Linked DNA regions of Bicyclus anynana: region 2 is linked to region 1. Evidence: chromatin contacts called from public Hi-C data. All regions are on one chromosome and are shown on one strand. Each heading gives the region's core, a stretch centred on a gene start, on an enhancer-like site or on the middle of the called end of the contact. The rest is flanking DNA. Distances are from core to core; before and after follow the strand shown.

What was found. Hi-C and Micro-C count contacts between places; a contact is called where the count stands out from the background.
Region 2: a contact with region 1 is called in a Hi-C map of whole body, with 6 times the contacts expected there. The contact joins the promoter of LOC112051405 here to the promoter of LOC112051411 in region 1. A contact is called at or near these places in 2 of 2 Hi-C or Micro-C datasets (whole body and whole larva).

What each region holds. Positions count from the first base shown.
Region 1 is chr4:18,480,055-18,482,784 of ilBicAnyn1.1, reverse strand. LOC112051411 (ADP-ribosylation factor-like protein 16) reads left to right here and starts at 1,331. Exons shown (of 3, transcript XM_024090040.2): 1 at 1,331-1,698; 2 at 2,062-2,160; 3 at 2,613-2,730. The coding sequence starts at 1,447.
Region 2 is chr4:18,613,122-18,615,851 of ilBicAnyn1.1, reverse strand. It overlaps LOC112051405 (U7 snRNA-associated Sm-like protein LSm11), which reads left to right and starts at 1,348. Exons shown (of 4, transcript XM_024090031.2): 1 at 1,348-1,719. The coding sequence starts at 1,425. The region is part of intron 2 of LOC112051403 (ecdysone-induced protein 74EF); the gene reads right to left.

The DNA of each region.
Region 1 (2,730 bases), core at 82-2,581:
AATAATTTTGTACTAGTTCTTTCTGAATAAATTGTTAATGTAGACGTATACCTACGTATTAAACACTACTTTCATAAGTTTCAGTTAATAATATTTAGTATGATTCAGGTACTCGTACTTAACATACTTTTAATAAAAATAAATTGACGGAATGTTGGAAAAGCCTCATTAGAAATATTAAAAAAGATAACATAGATTCAAAATAATGTAAGAGTTAAGTAATAATATGAGTAACTATAATATAAATTAATTCCAATTAAATAAAATTTAATGCATAAAAAAATTAACTTAGAACATTTCAATTTTAAATTGAATCGATATTAAGAGGCACATCCATCATTACCCATCACTAGCTTAGTTGTAGCTCTAAGCCTAAAATGGCGTTCCGAGTTACGTAAGCCAAGTTTAAGGCTGAGTGATTCGATCGCTGGTCACTTGTCAGTGAATGTTACAAGCGATACACCCACATGGAGCCCCGGCGATGCTTGCTATGCAAGGTCGACGTCATATGACAATGACAACAGTATATGAGCTATGGATAACGTCTATGGTTACACCATTGCATATGTCGTATGTAAATACTTGAATAAATACATTGTAATAAATATTATTAATCAATACCTAGCTTGTATATTCATTTTTAGGGTTCCGCAGTCCACAAGGAACCCTAGACTAGAAGAGAGTATTAAAAAACCTTATTTTATATTTAAAATGACGGCAAAATATGTAGTCTTGATAAATATATGTATTAGGTACAGTATTATTAAGTGTGGGATTGATATGATTATTGTGGGTGTGACAGGTTTAATGGTGTATGATGCTAATTTAAACTATGGAACCTCACACTGCGCTTTGACCGACACGCACTAAAGATTACGCACGTACACAGATTAAAGAATAATAGGCAGATAGAGCGCACGGAACACGACGATGTCGAAGCCGTTTCAAAAACTAATATATTCTCGAGTCAGTACCACACGAAGTGTCGCATCAGTAATTTCCAATATTATTCAAGATTATGTTTTTAAATACTTTAAAAACTGTTTACAAAAACTAAAGAAATATAGGAGTAATTATTATTGATGTGTATTGTTTAAGTATATTTATTATAATAAAAAAAAGATAGGAGTAATTTTTATAGACAATTATTGATTTACGTAATTGTCGTTAATGGTAAATTTTGAAATACAAATTATAAAAAACGTTTGTTTTTTTATGGGTTTCACCGGCCTCACTGCGCTGCTTGTATAGACTCATTCTGGATAATCTTTATTCTGTGTATAAAACAAAACATGGAAAATTCAAAAAAGTTGAATTGACTCTTTGGCAGAATATCTTCACGCAAAAGTATGTTGATACAGCGACATCTTTTGACAAGTAGTTGAAATAAAGTACTATCTGCTCTACCAACTCTTTATTGACCAAACGAAGTACGATACTAAAAAAATGGAGGACCCTGAAAAGCATATCCCGATTCTTTGTTTAGGACCTAAGGGATCCGGTAAAACCACTTTACTCAAGAAATTACAAGAAGCTGAAGGGATAGACTACACTTACAGTCCTGTGCCCACTATAGGAACAAATATTTACGACATCCAACATCTGAACAAAGCTGGGAAGAAGCAAGTGCTTTCAATTCGGGAAGTTGGCGGTGTAATGGCACCACTCTGGAGCAATTACTTCGAAGGTGTTGAGAAGGCAAGCAAAAGATTATGTAATTCACTAAATAAACATCCATACACAATGTTTTTCTTAATGAATGGTTGCAAAATCTTTACATTTCAGAACTATAACCCTGACTGTAATTTAAGTCAGGACTGTATTTTTTTTTTAATAATCGCGCTCGTGGCTCGAGCAATAGAAATAAAATAGCCATAAATTATCTTTATCTGTCGAGCAAATTGAGTATTTCTAATGTTAGTTTTTTGTGTTTTCCCTAAACGTACCCACCATAATATTAAGGGCTCATACTTGGGAGAGGTACTCAACAATAGTACAACAACAAAAAGTACACTATCTCATGTTCATCTACCGCGCTAACCATATTATTGTATTTTCCAGGTAATCTACGTAGTTGACACATCAAACTTATGCCAAATCTCCGCGACTGCTGTTTTACTGTACACATTGTTGGCTGAACCGAAGCTGAAGAAGGCTAAGGTAAGTAATAATCTTCAGAGTAACGTACCTACTATCCCTACCTACGAAGAGCGAATACATCAAGTACCTACCTACCTAATACTTTTTTCTAGTAATAGTTAACGAATAAGCAAATAAGAGATTTTATCTTGATAAAAAAATATAAAACGATTGGATTTGACTCTTGACTTGATGATGTACTTAATACATACAGGATTAACTACATCATCAAGTCAAGAGTGAATAGGCATCTTCTAGGCAAGCGCATTCCACCATAGACTACATTGTCGCTTACCATCAGGTGTGACTGCAGCTACGGTAGGAACCTTTTTTAATTAGGCAAAGGTGCCCTAATTTAAAAAAATCAGTATCATAGCGCGATGGTCTCTCGTCACAAATGTAAGAAAATACCCTCAACTTTATCCGTTGTATTTGAAATTCTACTGTAAATTCAAATAGGGATTTTTTTACAGTTTATTTTAGTGTTGAGCAAAATGGACGCAGCGTACAGGCAAATGCGCAACGAAGCCTTGCTAATGCTTCAATATACTCGACTAAGCAACGAACTGCAAAACAAGCCCATCCTTCTAG
Region 2 (2,730 bases), core at 99-2,598, 130 kb before region 1:
CGGCTATACGCAAATGTAAATAAACGTCATAATCTTTAAAATAAAGATGTGAGTTTTTATATGTATAATTTATTTTTAATTATGTAACAGCGTAAAGCAGGGAAAACTAAAAGTGAAAATTGTACGTAGTGGCGTGACTAGAGCGTTGACTCGTCAGCCATATTGGAATGATCACAGAGACCGGCTCGCGACTACGACGCACAATGCTCGATGTAGATTACGTAACCAATAAATTAATCGAGACTTTTAATTAAATTAAATAACGTGAAGAATAATAAGAAAACTTAGCAATCTAACCAATAAATTATTCATAATCGATTTAAAATCGCAAAGAATATTTTTCATTATGCATCATCAGTTAATTACGGAAGAACATGAGAGGACTTAGTGTTAGCCCTCGGGCTCTACACGCAATGCTTTTGCACTCACCTAAACCCCCGGTACCTATCACAGTTGACGTCCCGTTAACAAACCTTCGGCATTTATCACATTAGGCTTTTTTTAATCGTTGTTATTATTTTACTATAAAAACATTAATTAATTATTATTGAGTACATAAAGAAGCATTTCCTAGCAATATACACTGCTATAAATATAATATTATTATTATTTCATAACATTTTCTCTTATAAAGTCGTTTGCCAGATAAATTCCAGTTGACCTTGGTTCGTTTACTTCCTACTGCATATTACTACGAAGACCTTGTTGAATAGTACTATCGCAACATTGGCAATGAGTTCGACATATCAAGATAATATCTAATTTATTCCATATAACCTAAGTTTACATAATATTATCATTAAATGGCATTAACTTATTTTAATTTTCAAAGATGAACTTATACTAGCGCCATCTATTATGGAGTAGCAAAATATGTAATATATTCTAAGGTTTAAAAAAGTATATTTATGTGTTAAAATATCAGAAAAGGCATTGAATGTTATTCTAGTTTATTGCTTTCATAATTGCTGTAATTAAATACATTATTGGAGATAGGAAGAGCCTTCAACATTCTATCACGAGATCGCTATGACTGCAATGCCAGCGTTTAATGCCAGTGTAAAAAACACGCACCAAGTCAAACAACTTGCGAACGTTGGTAATTCATTACTACCTGTTATTATCAATATACAAGATTAGTTATTGTTGCTTTAAAACAAATGAATAACTACTTTATTAGGATGTGTTGCATAATAACATTCTTGTATTTTATAGTATAAGGTATTTGAGGGTATTCGACAAACTACAGAAATAAATAACCTAGAACCCTTTACCTCCAAAGTGTTCAAAATAAACATGATTGTCGATGGTCATGATATCGATAGTAGCTGTCAGTGTCAATGTCAAATGTCATTCATTTAAATCATTTTGTTTATAATTTTTATTTGCTGTAATGTTATGCAAAATAATAAATTACGCGAAAAATGTCTTCAACTTCGTCCTCCGAATCAGAAACTAGTGCCAGCAGTTCTAAATTTGATCCGATAAAAGTTTTATACTCAAAAAAGACGAAGGTTCCCGTTAAAAACGCACCGTTGTACGATAATTTACAACAGTTTGAATCGGCACTGAAATACAATGAATCGCAAAGTTCTTCTATCATACCCGTTGGTAAGCAAGAGCTTGTAAAGAAGAGGGAAGAGGAAAAAGAGGCAAAGAAGAAAGAAGAGGAGAAAAATCTTGCGGAAAAGAACAAACAGCGGTTTGCTCAGTATCAAGGTAGGATTGGGGTTATGTTTTTGTTATTGTTTATATTTCGTTGCGCGTCAATCAGTATGCGCTGATACAAGTCATTGGCAATATTTAACATGTAATATTGTTATATAGAATAGTAGACTACAGGTTAAATATTGCACAAATGCTATGATAAAATTAAGATAGACGAGTATAACACTTAAATATCATGCTAAAAAGATGAAAGATTATCTGTATATATATAAATAATATTCGATTTTGGCTGGTGGGAGGCTTCGGCCATGGCTAGGTACCACCCTACCGGTAAAGACCGTTCCGGTATGATTTTGTGTATAAGGGAGTGTGGATTTTCATCCTCCTCCTAACAAGTTAGCCTGCTTCCAATCTTAGATTGCATCATCACTTACCATCAGATTGCAGTCAAGGGATAACTTGTAAAGAATAAAAAAAATATGGTTAAATGATGACAGCTGGGTCACTCGCCCAACTCTTTGAACTATTGAAGAACTATATTGCAGATAACTGGATCTTCCCTTTTATATTACAACAAAATGTTAAGTTAAAATATACAATCTGATTGTAGTTATACTGAGACTACTTTATTTAATATGGAACTAAAAAATCTTAATATATAAATGCACAAGGACATTCTTCACGAAATCTCAAAAACCGCTTAAAATACAAAGATGAAATTTGCCATTGGAGGTAGTTTATAGATAGTATCTAGATAAATATTTAAATAGGTTACTAACTTGTTAAATATTGACTTGACTTATACTGTAGATAAGAGAACTTTCATTGTATACCAACAAGTTGACATTCATTCTGAGAGTGGAAGGTTTTTTAAAAAAGCTTTTCCTTTATACAATATATAAAATTTATAGCTTTTGTACAATTCATATTATACTCTTTTATATCACTTATTCTCAGGCGAAGTTCTAATTTATCATAATAAAATTGAAATTCCATGTAATTCCATCATTCTTGAAAACATATAGGTATTAGCTTTGTAATAAAACTAAAACCAACTGATTT